2 separate regions of the Mus musculus genome follow, and region 2 is linked to region 1. A link is a contact called in public ChIA-PET data. All regions are on one chromosome and are shown on one strand. The core of a region is the stretch at or near the end of the contact, and the rest is flanking DNA. Distances in the headings are between cores, read along the strand shown.

Region 1 (5,781 bases), core at 1,318-3,817:
GGTTCTCTTGTGAAGAAAAAGTTAAAGTACTCAACTGGTTTACTCTTTCAGTAGGTATCTCCTGGTTCTCATTTTCAGTATTTCCTGGAAAATAGATTAATCTTCAACAAGGGGACTCAGTAACATTCTGAAATCTCACATATGTGATAAACCTTGCAAAACTGTTTAATGGTTGTGGCTGTACTTTGCTATTGCATTTTAAGACCATGTAGGTATCCATTATTTTGAAAGTCATCAGTCTCCTTGAGTCCTTCCTGTAGGTATGGGTCACCGCCATGGAAATCCCTGTTGACCATGTAGCTGCCTGTGGAAGCATCTGGGGCATGCCCGTTTCCACCAACTCTCTTCCCTAGGGGACGTATACTGGCTGGAGCCCAGCCTTTGGAGATTTCATGGCCTCTGTTCAGGACAAACAACTTACCCAAGGAGTCCCTTTAAGAGAAAGGGACACACATTTACTGTGGTTTTGGGCCCTCTTAGCCTTGTTGCTGTTGGCCTCCAAGGTTTGGGTGCTGAACTCAGAAAGAAGGTCTTGCCAGTCTTGTAATTTTCACTTTCCAATCTGACTGAGTTTCCCTAAGTGATTAAAAGCTAACAAGTTAGGGACTGGAGAGGGGCCTCAGTGCTTGCTGCTCTTGGAGAGGACCTGGGTTCAGACCTCATTGTGGCTGGAAGCTCACTGGTGAGCTAGCTTAGCCCAAAACCTCAGGGTTTGGGTTCAGTGAGAGACCCTGTCTCCAAAACTAAGGTGGAGGGCTGGCTTTTCAGTTGGCTCCACACACATCGCAGCTTGAGCAAGTCATTGATAGCCATATAAAGGAGAGACCTGACATTCACAAGTTGTCCTGTGGCCTCCACACGTGCTGTAACATTCTTGTGCACACACATGTGCACTAACACAAACACACCTAAGTAACGGAGACTTAAAAAAGGGTGTGGAGCTGGAGCAATAGGGAGGACCCCTGCTGTCATCCCTTGCATGTATCCTACATACATACACATGGGTACTTCTACCCACACACTCATGTGCATTGTCTTAGGCACTGTTCTGTTGCTGTGAAGAAATACCAAGGCCATGACAACTCTTATGAAATAGAGCATTTATCTGGGGGCTTGTCACAGTTGCAGAGGTTGATCATTATCCTCTTGTGGGGAGAGGAGAAGGCATAGCAGCAGGTGAGGCAGCAGGAGCTGAGGGCTACATGCTAGTCCCTAGGCAGAGGAGAGGCAGAGATCATGACAGAGAGCACCAGTACACTTGGCACACACAGGCAAGTGCCTCGGTCTGGCATGTGCTTTGGAAACCTCAAAACCCACCCCCCAGTGACACACTTTCTCCAAGGAGGCCACACCTCCTGATCCTTACAATTCTTTTAGAATTCTACTCGGTGACTAAGTGTTCAAATATATGAGCCGTGGGGGGTGGGGGTGGGGCATTGTATTTAAAGTCACCGTGTGCATTCTCCTCACGCATGCAGATAGCAGTCACTTCCATAGTGAGAAAGGGAACCAAAATGAGAGGTAGGTTTTTATCAAGGTTTAAACTTTCCTCAGTAGGTACAAATGTGGAGGTAAACACAGTATTCAGTTATTTTCCTTTTGAGATAATGCCTCCTTGGGTAGCAGAGGCCCGGCCTTGAACTCAGAATCCTTATGCCTCTGGCAGTGTACATGCCACACCTAGCAACCGGAACTTGTTAGAAAGAAGTCTGTTAACTAGATTTATTTTTAGTCCTCATTCCCTGCATGCCCTGAAGAACAGACGGGCACCGTAGGACGTTACTTACTTTTTGTTGCTGTGATAAATCACCATGACCAAGGCAGTGTATAGAAGGGAGCTGCGGGGGTTTACTTTGTGGTGGTAGCAGGCAGCACTGCAGCAGGTGGCAGGCTTCTGGAATGTCTTAGTCAGGGTTTTTGGGGAGGAAAGGGTTTATTCGGCTTACACTTCCACATTGCTGTTGATCACCAAAGGAAGTCAGGACTGGAACTCAAGCAGGTCAGGAAGCAGAAGCTGATGCAGAGGCCATGGAGGGATGTTCTTTATTGGCTTGCCTCACCTGGCTTGCTCAGCCTGCTCTCTTATCACCACCCACAAGGGGCCTTTCCCCCCTTGATCACTAATTGAGAAAATGCCTTTCAGTTGGATCTCATGGAGGCATTTCCTCAACTGAAGCTCCTTTCTCTGTGATAACTCCAGCTGTGTCAAGTTGACACAAAACTAGCCAGTACATGGAACCACAAGGATTACAGAGCTGGCCTCCAGCTTCCGGTGCTGTGTTGTCTCCAGCAAGGCTGCACTTCCTCTGCCTCCCCAGACAGCACCACTACCTGATACTCAAATGTGCAAACACATGAACATACAGGGGACATTCTTACTCAAGCTGACCCAAATTCTAAAAACTGGAATACAATTATTAGTGATTTAGGTGCACTGTAACTATGAAACTGAAATTTCTTACTATATGGAAAATAAATCCCCAAAGAAATTTGATTTTCACTGAAAAGTTTTGTTTCTGAGGCAGGCTTTGTACTCCTTGCTGGTCTAGCTAAGAGGATTTAGTCCAGCCATGAGTCACTGCAGTTCCTCCCCAGTGCTGGGGTTACAGGTGCATGACACCATGCTCAGACCTTTTTTCCCCATTTTAAAAATGTCATTAAATTGTTTTTGTGTGTTTATAAATTTAGAATAGAAGGTTTCTGAGACTTTGCTAGTCCAGGATGGCACTGAGGTAAGCTGGTATTGCTAGGGAGTAAGCAAGTTTACCCCAAGTCACCTCTCCAGCACCCCGGGCAATTGATGCCTTGTGTTATAACTTTATTATTGGAATCTGTCATCCCTCTCCTCTTAGGTAGTCCCAAATTCATAAATTCATTGATGTGGAAAAAACTTACTCATAAAATTTCGGGTTTAGTAATCTGGTTGGAGCCCATAAATGTCAATCCAGTAGGGTACAGTTCCTGGACTATAGAAGTAATGCTGATAACAGGAACTGCCTTTTATTGAGCGAGCGCTTGCTGTGTGCCAGTACTATCGTAGGCACCCTGAGCACATTTTGCAGTCCAGTGCAGCACACCTTTCCGGCAGGTTAGTTAGCCACGTTTTCCCTGGGAATCTGAACCATAGAAAGGGACTAAGGGACTTGCATGAGATTGTTTCACTGCTAATAGGTTCATAATTCAGACTAAAAGGCGCGCGTACCTTCAAAATTTATTTGCCTAGATCTAAAGTGGAAGTTGGGGCTATAAATAAAGCAAAACCAATAAATACCAAGTATAGTTTCCATGTTTTTATTAAGCTGAGCTCAACAGCGCTGAGGATCAGACATAGCAGTTCTAACAAGGACTGGTACACTGGGGCCACCACCAAAGACACGTGATGGAGAAGCTTGCAGCTTCGCAGCAAATGTCTCCCTCCTGTAGACTCATAAGGCATGTACAAAACATCAGAGACAGTTTCTGCTGTTTGTATAAAGTCTGAAAAACAGCCTTTCCTAGTTGGCAGAACAGGAGCGTAAATGTAAATCTTCAAAATCTAGCATATTTTCTTTTGCATTCCAAACAGAAATGTATCTCATTTAGGTATGTCTTCCACGCTCAGAGGTTCTAAACGGTTTCAAAATGAGCCAGGAGTAATAGCTTCTGTGGCCTCCAACACCTCACTCACCACGACCATCTCAGCACATAGTACAGACAGAAAAACGAAACACTGTTCAGTCTACATGTCCTAAGTGCGTTGTTAGGAGCTTACTGCAAAACAAACTCATACATTGAAGTTGTCATGGATTCGACTCTCAATGTGGAATTCTAGGTCTGAATTTGGTGCTTAATTTCTTGTTGGCACCTAGGGGCGGGGGCATGTATGTGGAAGTCAGAGGACGACTCTCTGGGTAGTTTTCTCCTTCTACTATGTGAGTTTGCAGGGATCAAACTCAGGTTATAAAGTGCCGCCATTTCCCTGGCTCCTTTCACTGGCTCCGGCTGTTGACATAAGTCCTGTCTTAGTTAAGTTCCTCTTGCTGGGATGAAACACTATTACCAAAAGTAACTTGATGAGGTGCGCTAGTTTTCTACTTGTGCTACATGGCCTGTCCCTGTCTGTCTAGAATGCTGGCAAAGGATGAACTGGTGAGCATACTTCAGCGCTGTATTGAGGTTTTAGATTCCTCTACTGAAAAGCAGCTTGGCAACACAACACAGAAAATAAAGGATTTCCTGACCCAGTTTCAGAACCTCGATGGTAAGTGTAATATCCCGCCCTGCCAGTCCTTTAACCAGAGTGTCATCAAAACGCCTCGGTGTCAGTCAGCAGACCAGTCTCTGAAGGTAACATCTTAACAAGTGCAAACAGGCAAAGGCATTTCGCCTCTGGATTTGTTTTAAACAATGTAGAAAATCAAATGGAAGAACATCATTTTCATTCTTCAGGTGAGAATGGGTGGCAGGCAGTTCTCATTCTCTGGATAGACCATTCTGTACTCTTGCCTTATCTGGGGTGCTGTGACGGGGTGAGGAAAGAGGCTTGCCTCATGGCATCATGGAAATACCTGCTTTGGAATGTTTGTTTGACTCCCTCCTGTGGCAGATATTCCTTTGTCTTTAAACTCCTTTACTTATAGCAAGCTGTCTGTGTGGAAATGTGTCCTCAGACCCCTGTAGCTCCTCTGCAGGGGGTCTCTGACAGGTGCTCAGTTACAGATTAAGGTGGTAAGCAGTGCCAATTTGCTTCCTCCAAGTTATGTGTGAGAGGGAGCTCCACAGCAGTGACCCTGAACCATTTCACAGAAGTAAAAACCTTAAAAGTCTACAAGTTGAGATCATTCCAGCTACGAGAAACTCAACTCTGAGAAGAAAAGTAAACTGCTTTATACTTCACAGCTATTGATACAGCACACAGACTAGAGCCAATCTCTCTTGGCTTCCAGCTCAGTGAGTGAGTGTGTTTGTATGTGTGTGTGTGTAAGATCAGATCACAGTTGCACTCTCACCAATGAGAAGCAACTCTTAAGGACATAAAGAGACTGTAGATACCATAATTTTAATTAGAGTTCATGTAATGTGACCTAGCGAACAAATCCTATGATAAATTAGCATTAAGTGATTATCATTTTTCAAATGGTAAGGCTGAAGATTAAAATGTTTGACAACAGTATAAAGAATAGTGTTTTATGAATCAAAACAACACCATCCTGCTGATTTGTCTTTATTTCTTGGTTTAAAAAACCAATTGTTATTAATAACAAAGTATACTTAAAATTTTCACAAGAAGAAATATTTGGTTATTTGCCACCTATGGTTTCTTTACACTGTTGGCATATTTATTTTAATTTAGAATTAAATTGGAGAGGGTTAAATCAGGCTGGGTGTTATAATCAGTTTTAAACACGGTAATGGAATGGAATAAAATAAAGAATTTAGCTAGCAGTTATCCTAACCTTAGGTTATAACTTTCTAAAATCAAGAGTTATCTTCTGGTTCTTTAAGAATATACATTCTTTAGCTAATTTTTATATCATATTTGAACCAAATCATTGTCAGGTTCCCAAGTCAGAGCGAGTACCACATCCTCCTGCAGCATAGCCATACGTTTATATCAGTTAGGGGGACCTCTTCCTAGAGTTACTTTTATAGCTTTTATACACCTCCTTCCTTATGCTAAACGGTAATGAATCAAAAGCAGGACAGTGGAAGGTTGAGCGCAGGTGGATCGGAATGCTTCTAATCAAAGGGAAATAGTTTCAAGTCTGTATGATATTTTTATATAGGCTTTTGTTCTGCTGG
Region 2 (5,856 bases), core at 2,844-5,343, 300 kb before region 1:
GGTTCAGGCGTCCGGGTGCAGCCCAGCTCTTTGGAGAAGGCCGGCCAAGCCCTGCAGGGCGAGTCTCCCGGCCTCCCTGCCTCCTCCGCGCGCAGCCCGAGCGGCTCCTCCCGGCGGGCTCTGGAGGCCGCGCGCCCGCGGGCTGTGTGGCCAGCTGAGGCAGCTCGGCTCGCGGGCTTCGGGGTGCAGACAGGGCTGGGGAGCAGCGTGGCGGCGGCCGGCGCTGCCAGCGTGCAGCAGGCACCGCGCATCCCCGGTTCCAGTCTTCAGGTCCCGCAGTCTAGGAATTCCTCAAGAGCCGGCTGGTGCGCCAGGCTTGCAGGAAGCCCGCAGGACCCGGGAAGCTGGCGCCACCCGGAAGCGCGGCTCCTCAGCACAAGTGCCGGAAGTGTAACTGGTGGCTGAAGGCTCGACTGCCTGAGGGCCCTTGTGATACCACGCCCACGAACTAACTGCCTTGCTTGGTCAAAACGCTGTCCCCAGAAACCTGGGGGCTTGTGGCCCAAGTGGCCTTATTGTCATTTTATGGACTGGGTCTCCAATTTTTCCTAAGAGCCTCTAGGCAGAGAAGGGTATGTGCGTGTGTGTGTGTGTGTGTGTGTGTGTGTGTGTGTGTGTGTGTAGTGGTTCCTGTGAACTGAAAGTTTGGTACTTAAGAAGCTAACGGCTACGGTTAAGTTTTGTGTGTATAAGGTCTCAAACCTGGGACATATGGCTAGCCAAGGGACCTGTTGTATAAAAACTGACCGTGACCATCAGGTTCTCAGCATTGCTAAGACCTGTTACAGAGTCCTGGCTTCTCTTAGCACGCCTCACCCCTGCCTCCCACCATAAACCTCTCCAGCCCCTGAACTTGCTTGTCTTCCCCCAGCTTGCGATTCCTAGAGAACTTAGCTATTTTGGGTGCACGCTCTTGGTCCTCGGCTCCCTTGGTCTCTTCTCTCTGCTTCCCCGCTGTCCCTCTAATCATCTGATCTATTCTGAGAGAAATGTTCACTCTGTACTCTCCCAAGTTGCCTCTGGCTGTTCTCTCCTTTGACAACCATACCAAGGGACAATCACATGCTCGTTTCCACTCAGTGTGCTTGTTGATTGTCTTCTCTGTGGGTTGGTAGGATGCCCTGCACCCACAGGCGTTGTATTAAATAGCTATGTAGATGTCTCTCTTTATTTTCAATTGTTAGTTTCTGTGCTATGACTGGATATTTGGTATGGTCGTTTCTGTGGCCCATTACTTCTTTCTATATGTAAATGTTTTGTCACTAAGTCACTTGCCCAAAAAGAGGAAAAAGCAAACAGGTCACAGAAAGTCACCTTGGTCTCAGGCTGGCCAAAAGGCACTAAGACATGGATTTTGAGGTCTGAGATACTCAAGCCATGCCTAGTGTGACTTGTTCTTCCTGCTGCCTGCAGACTGGGCTGGAGAACTGTTAGTTACAGCTCGAGCACCATGTCTTCCTGCCATGATGATAACGGACTAATCCTCTGAAAATATAAACCAGAAATATTGTCCTTTATAAGAGTTGCTGTGGTCCTGGTGTCTCTTCACAGCAATAAAACCCTAACTAAGGCCGTCTTTCTCCTCATAATTCTCAAGTTTAACAGTCACAGACACTAGATAAAAGCAAAAGGTGCAGATGAATTTATATGGCCGTACTAGAATGCAGATCCAATTTATGATTCCAGTTTCCTTTAAAATTTTATTTTCTATGTAAGAGTGTCATACCTGCATGAGGTCTGTGCACCACTTGCATGTCTGGTTCCAGAAGCAGTTGGCATCCCCTGACACTGAACTCACAGACAGCTGTGAAGCAGCCACCTGGTACAGGGACTACAACCCTGGTCTTCTGGAAAACTAGCAAATGTTCTTAACCACTGAGCCCATCTCTCCAGCTCCTAATCCAGTTTTTTTAGCCACAAGGGTATCATGGCCTGAAGGTAGGAATGACATTACTAGGTACCCCCTCCCCATCCCATTACCAGAGTCTCCGGAATGTGCTCTGCCATCGAGCTACACCCTAGCCCTATGTAATAATTTAAAAAATCATTATTCAGGCATATTTCACTTTGGATCTTTCTCTCCACACCTGCTGCTACACACTTTCCTTCCTGTAAATGAAGTGTGGTGTAACTCATTACTGTTGAATTGTAGAAAAGGTAAGCTTCCTAGCCTTTAGTTATTGTACAGTCCTTGCATTTACTGGTGCATTGGCTAATCACATATTTCTTTTGATAATTTTCATTGGAATCCTAAAATAGCATACATTGATGGAACTTTAATACCTGAACTATATATATAACCTGGGAAAATGAACTGCAAAATTTAAAATCTTAAGCAAGGAGGGTACAGGGCAGCTCATTGGTAGAGTATCTACAGGGACTAGGGCAAGACAAAACAGCTACCTTCATTTGTTTCTTCAACTCTTTTTCACTGTTCAATCCAATAGAGGAAATCCTTAGCCTTACAGTGTGCTCCCCTGGTCTCATGTACATGCAAGCATTAGAGGATTCTGTCTTGTTAATGTGCAGTATTGATGCTGTTTTCTGTAAGGTTGCCTTGTGCTTGTTCATCTTATGTAATGATTTAAAAGCATGCATTACAAAACATTCGCTGGAACAACACAGTATTCAGAGAACATTTTCCACTAAGTGTCCTCCTCCCGTCACCTGTGAGGACTAGAATCACATCTGGCTTTATTATATACATTTCCTGAAAAGGCTACTGGATACGGTAGAAATTATGTTTTTGAGACCCAGCATTACAATGTAGCCCGGGCGGACTGGACCGGGAGACCCTCAGCTCCAGCTTCCTTCGTGCTGCAGTTCTGCTAGAGCCAACCTCCAGGCTGGTTGTTCATTTTAGATAACTATCCTTAGAAAAATACAGTGCAGTCAGAACACAACAGTAAAATGACCAGGTGTGTCAACGCTGTTGTTTGTTTTAAAAGGATTCAGTTGTAAGGCAGACATCTTGCCTCTTAAATAAACAGTAGGTTGTGGGGTGTTTTGTTTTGTTTGTCTATTTGTTCTTGCTGACCTGAAACTGGCAAAATAGTGTAGTCTCTGAACTTCTGATACTCTGGCGTTCACCAGGGAAGGTTGAGATTAAACAGGCAGTTGCGTGCCTTTTGCCTGGTTTATGCAGTGAACGGAGCTAGGCAAGCACTCTGTCAACTGAGTCACACCCCTAGCCCTCAAACACTGGGTTTGTTATTAGTTTGATTATGAAATTTATGGTTAAGCACATTGATTTTCCGACTACCTCTTATTCTACCCCCTACTCCTTTAAATTTGTAAGAACTCATCTGGCATAGGCTGGAGGAGGAAATATTATGTAGCCAGGGATGAACTTTTGAACCTCTCGTCTCCGAGTGCTGAGATTACAACCGTGCACACAACACTCAGCTCTCTTCTCCAATTCTAATGCCAAATACTGTTTTCGTCTTGCAAATAAAATACGGCTTAGAAGGCCACCTGTTTTGCAGCACCAAGAGGAGGGTTGCTACTGGCATTTATTTGACATCCGTGTTCCTTTTTTTACTTTAGCATCCTTAATTGTGTTCTTTCCTTCGACCTACTTTCCCAAACTAAGATTCGGTGTGGATTCTTGTAACGCGTAACGGTAACCAGATTTTAGAAAAGCTTTTGTGCCTTAAAAACCACCGGGTTACAACATTAATCATTTCGGTCTGTTTGAATTCTCTCCACACTATTCTTTTCTTGTGTTCGCTGCTTGATTTCCCAGAATGAGAATTGAACCTCTCATTTTGTTCTGACCCAATTGTTGTGTGTGTGTGCCCTCCAACACCTAGAGCGCTTGTTTCCAGGAGGCGTTCTCGGGTTGGCCCAGAACCAGGGCAATCACCAGCTCTCCACCCTGCCCTGGCCTCCGGCTGTTCCGCAGACCTTGCCCTCGCCCTGGCCCTGGCCCTAGCCGCCGCCGCAGCAGCAGAGGCCTCAGCTTCAGCTCGCTGCAGCACTGCCCCGGCGGTCGCCAGCCCCACACCCGGCCTTTGTACGTGCGCCCAGGCGTGCCAGCGCACCGGGCACGTGACCCCGCCGAACGTGGCATTGTGTTATCACGTGACCCAGGTGCGTACGCGACGGAGCGGGCTGCGAAGATGGCGGACGATGAGGCCGAGCAGGAGCGCCTGAGCGGTGGCGGCTGCGCGGCGGAGCTGCGGCGCCTGGGCGAGCGGCTGCAAGAGCTGGAGCGGCGGCTATGCGAGAGCCGGGAGCCCGCGGTGGAGGCCGCCGCCGCCTACTGCCGCCAGCTGTGCCAGGTGAGCCCCTCCCCCTCCGCGGGCCTCGGCGGCCGGAGCGCGGGCGGTCCGCGTCTTTGTGTTCCGCGGCCAGGCTGGGCCGGACGGCCTCGGGGCTCCGTGCACGCTCCCGGGCTGCGCCGCGGGCGCCGGGCTGCCCGCCGCGCGCCAGTCCCCCTGTCGCCGCCGGCCGTCGCGCGCAGTCGCTCGGCCTTTGTTGTTGGGTTAGGCTGCGACCGGAGGGTCTTTGTTGATGTTCTCGAGCCAATCCCGCCGGACCTGCAAGCTGGGAGTGGCGGCGGCGTCTGCGCTGCGGCCGTTCCTGCTGGCTGCTCTCCGCGGTGCATAGGAGCTGTCACCGTTCCATAGTCAGTCGTCCCTTGGGGGCGGCTTTACCAGTGCCTGTTTCGCCTTTACGTTCCGGAAGAGTACGATTTCCGGCCCCCCCCCCGTGCACCCCCACCCCCACATTTCTTGGGTTCTTTCCTGTTAAGTGTCTTTGGTTGACAAGGGATTTGTGCTTGGGTCAGTTTCAGATCTTCCCATTCTTTTCTTGCCCAAGGACATTGCTTTTCAGCAACGTTTTCTAACTAGGATTTAGAATGTTAGTAACATTCTAAATGTTATCTTATGACAGATATCAGAGTTTGGATCTCCATCTGGTCTTAAGACTCCCCAGTTAACGTGTGCTGACTATGGAGGGAGGGAGAACATTGATTAAACTGCCTAGTTGAGGCCGTTTTTTACATAAAGCATGAAACCTAATGGATGTGTCATGCTTAAGATTTTGTTTTGGAAACACTGAGATTTGAACAATGGTGGAGCATTTTAGGATTTCACAGGGATACTTTCACTTGCCAGCCTCCAGGTGCTGAAATCTATCTTTCTAGGGTATCTGATCACATACAGAAGCAGCCCCATTGCCGTATGCATTTTATGCTCATGCATTGATGGTTCGTTATTTAAAAAAAAAAAATAGGACCAAGGATGACTTGTCTGCAAATATATGCAGTCAGAAAGTTCGTCAGATCTGGAGGCCACATTACAGAGTCATTGTTTTAAACCTTAGTATTAAAGAAACTTTGAAATTTGCTATTTTCTATGCCCTGAAATTGCCCACCATCGTAAGCCTGAGAAATTATTTTAGTAGAATTTACAAATAAGGCTTTCATTTGTTTGTTTGTTGGTTTTTTTTTTTTTTTCCCCTGAAACAGGGTTTCTCAGTGTAGCCTTGGCTGTCCTGGAGCTCACCTTGTAGACTAGGCTGGCCTCGAACTCAGAAATCCCCCTGCCTCTGCCTCCCGGAGTGCTGGGATTAAAGGCCTGCGCCACCACGCCCCCACCACGCCCGGCCAAGATTTCATTTGTAAATGGAGTCCACTTCTGGAGGAGGTGTTTTGAGACAGTCTTTCCATGCTCTCCTTGCTGGCATTAATTTTGGGTAGTCGTCTTACTTCACCATCCCAAATGCTAGGATTACAGATCTGTGCCACCATGAGCAGTTGGGAGCAGACTAAAGTCTACTTTAGTTCGGGATATTAATTCCTTAGTAGAATCCACTGATGATTTAAGGATTGATAATACTGTTAAAATG

Evidence for each region. ChIA-PET counts read pairs in DNA pulled down with a chosen protein or histone mark.
Region 2: a contact with region 1 is called in an RNA polymerase II ChIA-PET map of memory CD8 T cells, with 14 read pairs. The contact joins the promoter of Zfp292 here to the enhancer-like site in region 1. A contact is called at or near these places in 5 of 39 promoter capture datasets (the C10 cell line, the HPC-7 cell line, cranial neural crest and 1 more), 1 of 115 datasets of contacts at active chromatin or transcription factors (memory CD8 T cells) and 3 of 9 other capture datasets (adipose tissue, liver and pancreatic islet).

The regions. Positions count from the first base shown.
Region 1 is chr4:34,578,202-34,583,982 of GRCm38.p6, reverse strand. Orc3 (origin recognition complex, subunit 3) reads left to right here. Exons shown (of 20, transcript NM_015824.4): 14 at 4,107-4,240. Among named protein-coding and RNA genes, the nearest start is that of Akirin2, 30 kb to the right of the region's middle. Within about 2 kb of position 2,567, at least 50 of the 459 cell types and tissues checked have an H3K27ac peak or open chromatin away from gene starts, as enhancers often do. A contact at or near this core is called in the HPC-7 cell line and memory CD8 T cells, where this site is marked.
Region 2 is chr4:34,881,185-34,887,040 of GRCm38.p6, reverse strand. It overlaps Zfp292 (zinc finger protein 292), which reads left to right and starts at 4,093. Exons shown (of 8, transcript NM_013889.2): 1 at 4,093-4,283. The coding sequence starts at 4,122.